Regions from separate parts of the Mus musculus genome. Here all the other regions are linked to region 1. Evidence: chromatin contacts called from public HiCAR-type and promoter capture Hi-C data. All regions are on one chromosome and are shown on one strand. The core of a region is the stretch at or near the end of the contact, and the rest is flanking DNA. Distances in the headings are between cores, read along the strand shown.

Evidence for each region. Promoter capture Hi-C pulls out the DNA fragments that hold promoters and counts their contacts. HiCAR-type assays count read pairs that join an accessible place to other places.
Region 2: a contact with region 1 is called in a HiCAR-type map of astrocytes, with 2.5 times the contacts expected there. The contact joins the promoter of A130010J15Rik here to the promoter of Kcnh1 in region 1. A contact is called at or near these places in 7 of 39 promoter capture datasets (the 3T3-L1 cell line, embryonic stem cells, hippocampal neurons and 3 more), 1 of 115 datasets of contacts at active chromatin or transcription factors (astrocytes) and 1 of 9 other capture datasets (embryonic stem cells).
Region 3: a promoter capture Hi-C map of the HPC-7 cell line shows a contact between it and region 1, with 13 times the contacts expected there. The contact joins the promoter of Syt14 here to the promoter of Kcnh1 in region 1. A contact is called at or near these places in 15 of 39 promoter capture datasets (the 3T3-L1 cell line, 3T3-L1-derived adipocytes, the HPC-7 cell line and 10 more) and 2 of 115 datasets of contacts at active chromatin or transcription factors (astrocytes and embryonic stem cells).
Region 4: a contact with region 1 is called in a promoter capture Hi-C map of liver, with 6 times the contacts expected there. The contact joins the promoter of Sertad4 here to the promoter of Kcnh1 in region 1. A contact is called at or near these places in 17 of 39 promoter capture datasets (the 3T3-L1 cell line, the C10 cell line, the HPC-7 cell line and 10 more), 2 of 484 Hi-C or Micro-C datasets (embryonic stem cells and ventral hippocampal neurons), 2 of 115 datasets of contacts at active chromatin or transcription factors (craniofacial prominence and forebrain) and 1 of 9 other capture datasets (embryonic stem cells).
Region 5: a contact with region 1 is called in a promoter capture Hi-C map of stem cell-derived epiblast-like cells, with 9 times the contacts expected there. The contact joins the promoter of Hhat here to the promoter of Kcnh1 in region 1. A contact is called at or near these places in 21 of 39 promoter capture datasets (the 3T3-L1 cell line, 3T3-L1-derived adipocytes, the HPC-7 cell line and 13 more), 2 of 484 Hi-C or Micro-C datasets (B cells and the HPC-7 cell line), 1 of 115 datasets of contacts at active chromatin or transcription factors (embryonic forebrain) and 1 of 9 other capture datasets (pancreatic islet).

The regions. Positions count from the first base shown.
Region 1 is chr1:192,189,480-192,192,042 of GRCm38.p6, reverse strand. It overlaps Kcnh1 (potassium voltage-gated channel, subfamily H (eag-related), member 1), which reads right to left and starts at 1,266. Exons shown (of 11, transcript NM_001038607.2): 1 at 957-1,266. The coding sequence starts at 1,035.
Region 2 is chr1:193,172,289-193,174,851 of GRCm38.p6, reverse strand. A130010J15Rik (RIKEN cDNA A130010J15 gene) reads right to left here and starts at 1,275. Exons shown (of 2, transcript NM_181048.3): 1 at 1,072-1,275; 2 at 1-607. The coding sequence starts at 510.
Region 3 is chr1:193,034,499-193,037,061 of GRCm38.p6, reverse strand. Syt14 (synaptotagmin XIV) reads left to right here and starts at 1,287. Exons shown (of 8, transcript NM_181546.3): 1 at 1,287-1,439. The coding sequence starts at 1,427.
Region 4 is chr1:192,854,479-192,857,041 of GRCm38.p6, reverse strand. It overlaps Sertad4 (SERTA domain containing 4), which reads left to right and starts at 1,290. Exons shown (of 4, transcript NM_198247.2): 1 at 1,290-1,599. Gm15867 (predicted gene 15867) reads right to left here and starts at 2,114. Exons shown (of 2, transcript NR_131748.1): 1 at 1,964-2,114; 2 at 186-1,027.
Region 5 is chr1:192,769,933-192,772,495 of GRCm38.p6, reverse strand. Hhat (hedgehog acyltransferase) reads left to right here and starts at 1,277. Exons shown (of 12, transcript NM_144881.4): 1 at 1,277-1,516.

The DNA of each region.
Region 1 (2,563 bases), core at 17-2,516:
CTGGTGAACAGGTGTATGCAGCAACTCCCCATCTCCAGGACTGTATGTGCAAGCTGTGGGTCGGAAAGGTTTGGATAGCTCCCTTTGGATCGCTACTCTGAGGACTTTTCGCCTTCTGGGCTTCATGCTAATAAACCATAGGAAACTGCAATCTCTGAGTAAAAAGGTGTCGAAAATTATTCCCCTTCCATCAGTCATAGTAGGACTCTCTCCTCCCAGCTACAAAAACCTCGTGCTTGTGCACAGGTTTCTTGGGTAATGAATCGGCTTGTGATGGAGGACAAGATTGGGAGGGTTTAAAAGAGACAATAGATGCCAAATTTGTACCCGGGACCACTTAGTTCCCTCTGTTTCCCCGGCTGAGTCCAGAAAAACCATCGGACCTTCGTGAGCCATTTGCTCTAGCTGGTTGGCGAGGGTGCATAAGACAGCCCTGCCAAAGGGTTTCTTCTGGTCAGACTTTCCTGCTTAAGGGATGGAAGGTGGAGTTGGCAACGTCCCTGCACCCGAACAGGGCCAGGACCAGTAGCCCAGCTCTGCTGCTACCTCTGGCCTCCCTGCTCCTCAGGACTCCCGGGGAGCCTCCGCGGGGAGGCGGCCAGTGCGCATCAGGAGCGCAGTGCTTGAAGGTGGCCAGCCTGCAGCCACTTTTCGCATGACTTTTCTCACCAAATGCCAGGCTTTCCTGGAGAGGACAGCGGGAGGGCGCGGGAAAAGGCCCCAAAGGCGTAGGCTAGAGATCTCTCCTCCAGAGATGGGGCACACTAGACCCCCTCCAGCCCTGCCCACCTCCCAGGCCCGCAGGCAAGAGAAGCTGGTGAGCGGAGCTCCGGGATGCCCCCGCATCTGTTGGCACCAGGCGGGAGGCGTCTGCAATCACCGCACTCAGAAAAAAAAAAAAAAAAAAAAAAAATCAAAACCCACCTGGGCGACAGAAATCCAAAGGCAGTTCTTACCGTTGGACCGCCGCACGATGTTCTCCAGAAACGTGTTCTGCGGGGCCACTAGTCCCCGCCGGCCGCCAGCCATGGTCATCCTCCCGACTGCCGGACTCTGGGGGCGTCCGGCGCCGTGTCTCACCGCAGCAGGCGGCCGGGTGCGCAGCCCGCAAGCGTTCCTGGCTCCACGCGCCCCATGCGCTCCGCAGCCCCGGAGCGCAGGGGCGGCGGCTGGCTCCCGCTGCCGCCCTCGCTGCGCTCCGCACCTCCCCGCTGCGGCCCGCCCGGGTGTGCGCTCGAGTGCCCCGGGCTCGGTGCGCCGCGGCCGCCTCCCGTGGGCGGAGGGAGCCAGCCGGTCCAGGGCGCCCCCTACCGTGCGCGCATCCCTCGGGGACACAGCCGTAACCAAGAGCCACGGGGTGAGGCTGGAACCGGAGCGGCACCCTCTGGGTGCAGCGGGAAGTGTTATCCAGAGTGTGCCTGGGGTGTGCAGAGCACGGTGAGCAGCTTTATTGGTAAAGTCACATACACACACACACCCGAAAAGGTCACAAGAAGACTCTTTCTTTACGCGGTGTCAGATCGGAGTCAGAACCTTCAGGCTCTGCAAACAGCATGAGCTGCATGTCTATCCAGCTTCCCCAGAATTAACCAACCAAGTGTCTAAGGGCAACAACTTACAGAGTGACTGCCAGATTCAGCTCCCAGGAGCCGTTTTGGTTTGTCTTTACCATCAATGTGCCTGCAGCCTCCTCAGTTGATAAATGGCTTTCACCTGTTTGGCGTCTTCTCTTACAGAGCAATCATTTTACCAAAAAAGAAAAACAACAAAACATGAGTTGGCACATCGGGGTTTCCAGCTACAGTACAATCTCTTAAGATTTGTGTGTAAGGTGAAAAAAACAAAAAAAAAAACAAAAAACGGGAACTGGCTGTCCAGCATCAAAGAGGAGGGCTACTTCTGAAAGCTTCCCAAAGTAAAAGTACATCAGATTTTAATTAAACAGCCATAGCTGTGGCTTGGAGAAGCATCCACAAGGCACAGGTGAAGCAGGTGCGGCTTCACAGCAGGTAGAAATGACTTGGACCTCTTGTTCACTGAAGGAAGAGGGGGTGTTCCAACTGCACATAATGTGTACCTGTCGTTGTGCTGTGCGTGTGGCGGGGGACTGAGACAATGCCCACAGAAGGATGCATTGCTACTTGACTGGTTAGTTTCCAACTGGACAAAGATTCAAAATAAAATGCAAAGATAAACCCGCCGCTGAAGCCCGTGACGCCGGGGCTCACCTCCGGAAACACCTTAATGGTTCGCAAAGACACACTGTCTCAATTTTTTAATCTCAGAAGCAGAGCCAATTCCTTCCAGGCATTCTCTGAGTGGTCGAGCACTGCGGAGAATAGACGGGGGGGGGGGGGGGGGGATCCTGACTTTAAAGTTCTGTGCGGGAGGTCTGCAAAGATGGCTCAGCACCTGAGAGCACTCTTGCAGGAGACCTGCGTTTAGTTCACAGTAGGCCAAAGCCATCTGAAATTTCAGTTCCAGACCATTTGATGCCCTAGTCTGACTTCTTCAGGCACCAAGCATGTGCATAGTACACGTACAAACATGCAGGCAAAACACT
Region 2 (2,563 bases), core at 26-2,525, 980 kb before region 1:
GAGTATCCCAAATACAGTGCAGAGATTCCAGTCTGAGGAATGTAGCCTGGTGTAGGAGACTCCCTGAGACACATCTTTCTTAAGTCCTCGAAAACGTGTGATGACGTCAGCTATGAGAGATTTCAAGTCCGGGAGCTGGTCCACCGACCGGACAGAAGGATGAGGTTGGGAGCGGGAAACGTCCACGAAAGCTACAGTACCAAGCAGTGTCTGTTCCAAATGCTGACAGGCATACTCAGGACTGACAATAAAGTTATTCTCTCCAATCTCAAGAATGTGAAGTCCTGGCTCCAGGAAGCCCAGCCCCTGTAGTTCCTCCAGATAACTTTGGAGCGCCAATACTCCTGCAGAGTTGCAATCATAGAGTACAGCTGGCTTCAGCCCGCGGGCCACAGCCAGCACCTCTCCTGCCAGGTGAAGGCAGGTAGCTCGAGGTGGGCATTTTCTCTTGCCCATGCCCAGAGTCTGCTGAGCAGCTGCCACCAGCAGCTGAGGGCTTGGTGTTGACATAAGATCTGGAAGTTACATGACATATGGCCTCCTTAGCTAGCCACAGTTCCTTTCCCTGGGCCACACACAGTTCAGCTCCCAGCACTTGAGAAAGATCCTAGAAACAATATGGTAGGGGGAAATCGTTAATACTGTCAAGATGGGGTCACCAATGCTGCACCCCATTTCTCTGGCAGACTTAAGTTTACGAAATCGTCCTTCTAGTCACATTTACATTGTCTCTGGCTTCGATTCTAACTTTTACCTGGTGCAATTTATGCTCTGGGATTCAAACCTTACAGCAAAAGTTACCACTTCTCCCAAAACTGTCCAACTGGGACAGAACTCTGGGCTCTAAACTTCAGCGCCTGTAAGCTCTCCATTGCCAGCTCCTCAGACAGATCTCCACAGAGCGCTCACAGCAGCCTGATCAAACCAGCATAAGCTACAACGCGGAGTAATCACCGCCTCACCCTGCGACACTCAGGTAAGAGAAGCCGCTAGAACTGGGGCACGAGCCAGTTTAACACTTGCTGGACCCTCTTCCCTTCTAGGAAGGCACGCTCCCACCGCCACACCTACCCACACGTGCCTACGCGGTGGTAGACTAGTTACAAAAGGAAGCGCTCTGCCTCAAGACACTCGGCTAGCATTTCCGCCGCAGGTTCGGGGGCGCAGGAAGCCCTTCCGCCTGCCCGCCAGCGGCGTAGTGCCCTCCCACGCCCCACACTCGGTACTGTGAAAACCCGACAGTGTGTGCAGAAGCCCAGGGAAAGACAGCCTGACGTGCATGCGCACTGGCTTACTCCGCCTTTCCGTGACGTCATTTGAAAAGCAAACGCAAGCCAGAACCTTTGAAGAGGCTGCGGACGGAGTGGGAGGTAAAGCCACCTTAGACCCGCCCCTTCCGGTAGAGCCCCTGCGGGCGGGCCTTGCGAGGCGGAAGTGGAAGTGGGGGAGAAGCCGCTGGGACCGCCAGTTGTCAGTCCGCGGAATAAGGGACACCTCTCCTGTGGGCAATGCTGTAAAGCTTTATTTTGTATTATTATTTTTTTAATGTACCTAAATTCTGAACTTGACAGGTATGCCAAGGCCATGCATATTCACTCCTTTTTTAAAAATCGCCTTATTGTGTGGGCGTGCACAATGGCGCCCTGTCAGCTCTCGCTTCCACCTTGTAAGAGGGTCCGAGGTACTGAACTCAGGAAGCCAGCCTGCTGAGCAAGTGCCATTAACTGCTGAGCCAGTACTGTTGTACTATGTGTTGCAGGGGCTGGCCCGGAACGGGACTTCTCGTTCTCTGGTTTATGCCGCGTTGGGGATTGAGCTCTGGAATTCACGCGTGCCAAACACTACTAACTGTATGTCTGCAGCCTGAGTATTCACTCTCAGTGTGCCGAGGTACTGCATTGTACCTTCTTCATGGAGCTCAAAGCCCGAGAGTCCAGTTTGCTGATCATCTTATTTTAAAAGATTGATTTTTATTTCCATTCATAAGTTTGTGCAGGTGCCCAGGAAGCCAGAAAAGGGAGTAGGGTCACCTGGAGCTGAATAAGTTAAAAATATTGTGAGCTGCCTAACACGGGCTTTGGGAACGGAATTCAAATCTTTGGGAGAAAAAGCAGGTCTCATCTCTACAGCCACACTGTTGTGGTGGGGATTTGTTTGTTGAGACAATGTCTTGCTATGTATTCCTCAAACATGACAATCCTCCTGCCTCAGCCTCGGAAGTTCTGAGGTTAGAGTCTACCCTAATTGAATGATACCTCAAGGAGTTATCTATACCTCAAGGAGGATGGGCAAAACTAAGGAGGGGAACACCATCTAGGAAGCCAAAGGTGAGTTAACATCCTTACTGGCCGCTTCAAGGCCACCCATGCCCCTGACCATAACCTCTGACCCACTGCTTTGTAAGTAAACCTAATGGACTCCTTGGTACCCCAGATTGAACTTCGGTGGAACTGTACCCTCATCTGCCATTAGGACCTTAGAAAGTGCCTTGTTCCTTTCTCCAGAGAAGTCTTACAGCAGATAGGAAGGTCAAATGTTGACATAAGGAATTTGCCTATATCTT
Region 3 (2,563 bases), core at 38-2,537, 840 kb before region 1:
TTCACTGGACTAGTCAAAACATTAAAGAACAGGGTCAGGGAAAAGTCTCAGAAGGTAAAGATGTTTGCTACCAAGCCTGGCTGACAACCTGATTTTGATCCCTGGAGGTCATATGGTGATGAGAACAAACTTCTGCAAACTGTCTTTTAACCTTCACACGAAGGTCCTGCCCCAATAAATAAGCAAATGTAGAAAAAAAATGTTAAAGAATCGATGCCTATTGAGCATCAATCGACTGAGGGAGAAGTTATATAAAAGCAATGAAAGGCAGTTTCTGCTCTAGATTACAGTCCAACCTCACATAATAAGTGGAAAATATTTTCTTCTTTGTTTCTGTCCTTAATATAGCCACCTGTTCTAGGAGTGACCATCTTCTCCACAAGGAAGAATCACTAATCCCCTATCCTTCTAGGCTCCTCCATCCGGCCTTTAAAGTACCCAAACGAAGCGGGATAAACAGTGGAGAGGGGCTGATTAGGTAGCTAGTTTGCTCGGGGTTGGCTTTTGGGTGTTCACATGCTCAAGGGCTTGCAAACTTAAAAATGGGTACATGACATGCATTTCAGGCCCTTTGTCAAGACGTCTGTGCAACACCTACAATTGTGTGGCTTCAAATGTGTGCTTGCAATGCATAGACAAATGGGGAACTCGTTCCTCCAAGGAGGCATCAGGCTCCTGTGGAGTTGGGTCACATTAGAAATGAGGCTGAAGAGAGAGAGGGAAGGAGGGAGAGACAGAGACTATCCTCACGATCCCTCTTTCTGGTTTGCTGTGCCACGAAGCTGTCTCTACTGGCTGGCTGAAATCTGAGGTGAGTGTTCAGGCAAACCAAACCAAACTGAATAGATCTTCGCTGAGAGGGAATCTGGCACCTCCTGGGTGCGGAGACCTGTCCGTGGTCCTGACCGCTTGTCCAGCCGCTCTGGAAGCCTGGTGAAGGCTGGCTGCTGAGGCTGCTCTCTGCTCTGTCTGCACCTGTTGGGAACGCCCGCCTGAGACCCTGCACTGGCTGGGGGAGAGGGGGTTGGGGGAGGTGAGGGCGTGGCCAGCAAGAGGCGGGCGTGGCGGGTCAGGGTGGTAGGCGGGGTTGTGGATATTTCGGGGGCGGGGCCTGGGAAGGTAGATGGGAATGGGTTAAGTCGAGGTTGTGGGCCAAACTATAGTTGTTGCGAGGGGCGGGGCCTAGAGGGGCCGGGGGCGGGGCGGTGTCACGTGCCGACGGTGCGCGACCGTGGAAGGTTCCGCTTCCTGCGCCGCCTGCTCCGGAGCTTCGACCCCACCCCGCCGCCCCGCCCCAGCTCCTGGAGGCCCAGCTGCCTGGCCCCGGGGCGTTCCCGCCCCTCTGGCCCGAGGCCTAAGAAGAGCAAGCTCCAGCACTTACCCCCGCTCTCCCTGCGTGGTTGGTGCGGTCCATGGCGAGCGCATCATGGCGATCGAAGGTAAGTGGAAGGCAAGCGATGCGCGGAGAAGACGCCCCGCGAGCGAGCGCAGGGCCCAGGAGGCCGAGGTGCGGGTTGCGGGTCCGGACTGTAAGGGAAGCTAATGCGGGACACCGGCCTAGGCGCGGCGTGCGGCCCTCGCGAGCACTGGCCTACACACTTTGGGCGCTGAGGTACCGAGTGAGATGCTCAGGCACTAAGGCTCTGAAGTACTGAGTGAGATGCTCAGGTACTAAGGCTCTGAAGTACTGAGTGAGATGCTCAGGTACTAAGGCGCTGAGGTACTTAGACGCCAACTCGCTCAGTCTCTGAGGTGATAATGAGGCGCTGAGGTTCTGAGGCACAGAGGAGACTTAGGTACTTAGACACTGAGGTGCTGAGTCTCTGAGGTAAATGAGGCGCTGAGGTTCTGAGGCACTGAGGAGACTCAGTTACTAAGGCGCTGAGGTACTGAGTGAGATGCTCAGGTACTAGGGCGCTGAGATACCGAGATGCTGAGGTGAATGAGGCTCTGAGGTATTGAGAAGCGCCGTGCTGTTCGGCAGCGGGAGGCTGCCCTTGTGGGATCCGCTCATCCTGCTGCTCCTGTCGGGCTTTCTGGGCCGATGATAACCACGCTGTCCCCTTCGGTTGACGGGTATAGGGGGGCCAGGACATCTTCGTGAGGTCAACCCTCTTATCTGACCCTCACAATTGCTTTTTTCCGGGGAGAGGCAAATGCCTATTTATGACAAACGCACCCAGAAGATTGGCAACAGAAATGTTTCACAAGTAGCTTGATTCGAATTGGGTAAGGTAAGTGGTACCGATGTGTATTTTCCTCTTATTCTGAGAGCATGGAGTTGGAGTGGAGTGGAATTTGCCTTGCTTTTAAGGAGCATATTGTGCAGTTAGTATCACACAGGTGTGATGCTTACAGCATCTTGTTTTCCATTTTAGATGAGCTCAGTACAAAAAAAAGGATTTCCAAAACTTCCCTGCGTGACCTGTACAGAGTACCTGTAGCTGAATCATTACTTGCCTACATTTAATGTGTTCCCCCTCGCACAGTAATTCCCTTAGGTGACTGGTCTCTGTTAGTATACACGCCTGGGGGCTTCTTTAGGATCCAGCCACCAAACTCC
Region 4 (2,563 bases), core at 41-2,540, 660 kb before region 1:
GTTCTCTTGGTGTCCTGATACCCTAAGAATTTTTGTGTCTTTGATGCACAGAGTTCAATAGAAACACTTTCTAAATAGATTAGTCCTGACGATGGTTAATATTTGCTACTTTATTGAATAAGGCACATTTACTTCATAAAATAAAAAAAAGGAAATTCACTTAGCTGCATGTCAGTCACCCAAATTTTGAGTGTACAAATGAAATGGAAAACATTTATTACACAAATTTAATTACAATTCTAGGAAATAAACATGCAAATCAGATGGAGCTCAATCTGCAGGCGCTGATCCTCTCCCCCTGGTTTGCAGTCTGTGCGCCTCCTGGATTCGCAGCGACCAGGCAGTCAGAGGCCTGGATCTTGCAGGCGGGAGGATCACTGCTATAAAGAACTGTGTCACATTCAGCGCATCTGGCATAGTAGCAGTTCTTAACACTTTGCACAGGTGCCTCCCTTCCCCCACCCGCGCTTTGTTACGGTCTACCTCTCTAAACCTCTTCCTTCTTTGCACCAGAAGTGACCTCTTCATGACAGAGGGACCCAGACAGCAGTTATGAATCAATGTGTTTGCGGTTTGTTTGTTTTGCTTTTAAAGAAAAACCCAGCCATGCTTGGTGGCACTTGGTAGACAGAGACATACGGATCTCTAAAAGTTCAAGTCCAGCCTGGTCTACACAGTGAGACCCAGTCTCAAAAACAAAACAATAAAAATCCACACAAAAACTAACTCCAATAGAATCCACTACAAGAAGAGGGGGGGGAAATCACTATTTATAAAATAAAATGACTTGAGCTCCTGTCACAGCCTTTCCACCAAGGGCAAGCTTCTTTATTAGTTTTTGTTTGTTTGTCTGTTTGTTTTTCTTGTAGGTTTCCCCCACGGGGATCCGCACCCAGTAGCTGCCAGTTCACGTGGCCGCAGGATGAGTGCTGCCTTGTTACACCCAGGCTGCTGGGGAAGGGATCGAGCGGGCGGGGGAGCGCAAAGGCTCAGTCCAGCTCTGACATCTGTTTCTCATCTCCGTGTGCTGTACAGAGGGGAAGAAAGTCTTTAGTAAGGGGTGGGAAAGGCACAGATTTTTTTTTTCAAATCACACGCACACACAATAAGAAAACTAAAGCAAAATCTAAAAAATAGACAAGACGTCTGGGCAGGTTGCGATGAACGCTTCGTGCGTTGCAGCCCCTGCCTCCCGCGGGCTGCGCGCGTGGGGTCCGGGCTGCGGGCGGGAGCGGCCCGCGCGGCCCCGAGGGCGGAGGCGGAGCGGGGGCGGAGGCAGGGCGGGCGGGGGCGCGGCGCCCCGCGATCTGGCAGAGCGGAGGGAGGCGGGGAGCGCGCTTGTCAGGTTCCCTCTCGCCCCGGGGGCATCCAGCAGAGCCAGGCTCGGAAATCCGCGGGGAAATGGCAAACAGGATTGACGGGTTTCTCGCGCTCCTCGCCAGACACATCGGCTCATTTCCATAACCGTCTGCGGCGGCGGCGGCGGGACCTGCGGGGACCTCGGCCGCCGCGTACCCGGCCACGCCGACTGGGCCCGGGAGGCGCGTGGGCAGCGGCGGCCGCGCGGAGGACGGCGGCGGCTGGAGCGCGGGGCGCGCGGTAAGAGCCGTGACCCCAGGGCGCGCGGGGGCGGGGAGGGTCGCGCGTGGGGCTAGGGCGCAGCTGGACACAGCGGGGCGCGGGGGCGGCGCGCGCTCTCCGGGGTCGCGCGCCCTTCCCGGGAGCTGCGGCGCGCACGAGGCGACCCGGGCGGTGGGCGAAGACCCCGTGGCGGCGAGTCGGGTTTCCCCGGGTAGCAGGAGGGTCGGCCTGGGGCCAAGAGGGTAGGGAGGAGGGCCTGCGGGGCGCAGGGATGCGCGTTCCGCGGAACAAGGCGCCGCTGCCGGAGCTGACACCTTGTGTCCCCCGCCACCTCCGCGCCCGCCCCTGCTCCTGGCTGCGGGCGGCGCTGTCCTCGGCTCACCTCCCCGCGGGCTGCCAGGCCCACGCCCCCGCCTCTAGCAGTCTCCTCGGCCCCGCAACTTTCCCGAGTGCCGGGCCGCAGGAGCGGGGCACCAAGGTCCACCCCTAGCTCCAGCGGCGCGTACCGCGCGGGCGGCAGCAGCTCGGCGAAGGACCAGGGCAGCTGCGGGCTGGAGTGTGGCCCCGCCAGCCGCTGTGAGTCATAGCCTTGGAATCCCACCTTGGCGTGTATTTCCCATAGAAGGAAACTTGGTTTTTAGAAAGAGCGAATAATGATAGCCCTTATTCTTCAGGAGAGGCACTGGGCTCCAGCACCTTGGAAGACAACTTGCCTTTGTTCCCAGACACTTGGGCTGTTTACTTTTCCCTGCGGCCAGCGGCTAGCCGGACGGTGCCCTCGGTCCAGAAAAGGGCTTAAGGGCAGTGATACCAGTCTCCAGGGTGCGTCTGTTTGAGACCCTGGATAAGGGACCCGTCACACCCCTGTACCCCTCCTAGGGCCTGGACTGAGAATGCTAACCCCAAAGCTCCCAGTGGGAAACCTCTGACCTCCTTAGTCGTGTCCGTCCCCCCCCCCACACACACACACCTGCATTCCCAA
Region 5 (2,563 bases), core at 28-2,527, 580 kb before region 1:
ACCTCAATGTATATTATTAACTTCACCCGAGAAGCCCAGCAAAGCTTCCAGTCTCTTAGAATATAAGATAATTTTGTCAAAATACACTCCCACACTCAAGTCTCTTGTCTACGTGCAACTGGATTCTGATGTTTCCATCAACTGTTTTAAATCCACGTGTACTAAGAAGTACCACTTGGAATATTCCCCGCCGGCACGTTCTTCAGCTCATTGCTTAGTCTTGCTTTGGGCTTTGGTATTGTGGGTGTTCTGCATGTGAGGCAAGGCTCCACCACTGAGCTGTGTCTCCTCTGCCAATGCTTACTTTTACATTTTGAGACAGTTTGTCAAAATCACTCTGTAGCCCTGGTTTTGAACTTCGGATCCTCCTGTCTTGGCTGTATAGCTGGGTCACAAGCCTGGAGTATTTTCTCTTACACAGATGTTTCTGATTTACATTAGCCAAACCTGACTTTATTTTATGTCTTCAAATGAGCACTGTGCACATGTAGAAAAGAGTTAGACTTAAATGGCATTGAACCCACAGTAACAGGCCATTTAGAACCTGACACAGAAGAGGACCACCTCTTCTGACTGTCCCAGAGCAGAGCTAACACTTTGGCACCTTCTGGGCCAAACCCTGGGCTTTATTACAGTGACCAGACTTGTCAGGTACCAAGGCACACTGTTATTACAAATATACAAGACATATATGTTGTATGCATGTTGGGTGCTCTCCTGAAGAGGCCAGAGCAAGGCTTCCACATCTTCCTCTTGCCTCACCTCATTTTTGTGGTGCAGGGTCTGCATTAGCCTCTAATTGGAGGCTTCCTGTTTAGACTAAGGCAGCTGGTCAGGATCTAGGGGTTCGATAGAGTCTCTACCTTCAATGACGGGGCTACAGGCACACCAGCCATGCCTGGCTCTTTACTTCAGTGTGGGGATTAAACTCAGATCCTAACACTTGCATAGCAAACCCTTACTCACTGAGCCACATCTCTCCAACCCCCAGGAACTGTTAGAAAGTATATTACGTCTTCCAAACAACAAAGGCCATATGATACCAAGAAAGTATTAACTTGGCACCCTGTGTTTTTATTTTGGGCAACCTGGCACTCCTGGTCCGGCTGTTTTAGTTGGTGCTGGGGAAGGTGGAAGTGAAGATGATTTTAAAGTCGGTTTTGCAGAGATTTCTCCAGCTCTATTTAGTCTGCCCTTCACTGGTCTAAGTCATCTTCCTGTAGCAGGGCAGGCCGTACACACCCCCGCCCCAGACTCATTCCTTTGGGGACCGGAAGAATCCTGGAGCCTGAGGTTCTGGTGGGACCCTGTGTAATGATTCGGCTCCAGTAAATGTACAGAGCCCTGGCCAATCCTGCGTTCGGGAACCCGGGCACAACATCTCAGGCCAGGCGCTCACCCCCGCGGCCTCTGACCCGCGCTGTGCTCGCGAGTCCCTCCCGGGCCGCGGCTCAGCGCGGCGGGGTGCAGGGACGCCTTCTCTCCCGCTCGCCCAGCTCTGCACACTGCGATCCAGGTGATTTCGCCCGCGCGAGACAGACAGGGGAAAAGCCGTGCATCGGGGGCGCGCGTGGAGAGCAGGAGGGGGCGTGGGTGGTGAGGCCCCGCAGGGTCAGAGGGCGCGCGGGGGCTGGCGGCGGGCGCGCGTGGAGCTGGCGGCCGTGCAGGGGCCTGTGGTTGCAAAGGCTGCCACGACTTAACCTGCGCGGAGACAGGGGGCTGGCTGGGGTGCCGCAGCAGGTCGTGGGAGGCTCGCCGCTGACGTGGGGGAGAAACGCAATAGCGTTTCCGCTTCCCGTGTCCGTGTCCGCGTGCTGGAGGGCGGCGACACAAAGGCACGGAGTCCCGGGAACCGAGAACCCTGCTGCTCCCTGCAGGAAGGGCGCCTACAGGCCCTCCCCACGCCCCCACCCGGCCCAGCTCAGAGATTTCTGTTTTCTTCGTGGTGTGTGTGTGTGTGTGTGTGTGTTGAAATTGGGCCAACAAACCCGTGCAGCAAATGTTTAACCACCGAGCCCCAGTTCTCAGTTTAAAGATCTCTTTCGCTTTCCAGAAACTCTCTGGACTTAGTTTCCCTCATCTGTTCAGTGGCAAGACTGGGAGACACCAGTTTTTATGCAGGCTCTCCTCCCCCAGATTCAACAGCTATTGGCCGCTTTTAGATCAGGGCCTTCTACGTGTGGGGACTGACAGCGTTATGCAGTGTGTCTGCTCCGTTCAGTGTGGTGTTCTATTATGTAGAGCTGAGCATCTGCTCCAGTGCCACAGGACGCGGCTCAGGGAAAGCTTTGAAGGGCTGTGCGCTTTCACTCAGGGTCTAGAAGTCCATTCTTTCTGGCTTCTATTCTTCATGTTCCGACTTCCCTGTGATTTCTCTCCCCGTAGGATGGTTTATGTGCTGGCTAAGGACAGTTCTGATGGATGTGTTGTTTTGACAGCACCCCAGAAAGACAAGCTGTGTTCTCCAAGACCCTTCAAGGCCACCAGCACCAATGAATTGTCTATGCTAGGGGCTGGGGTTTGGAGCCTTCTTTGGGGACAAAGGCTTTACCTGGTTTTTACT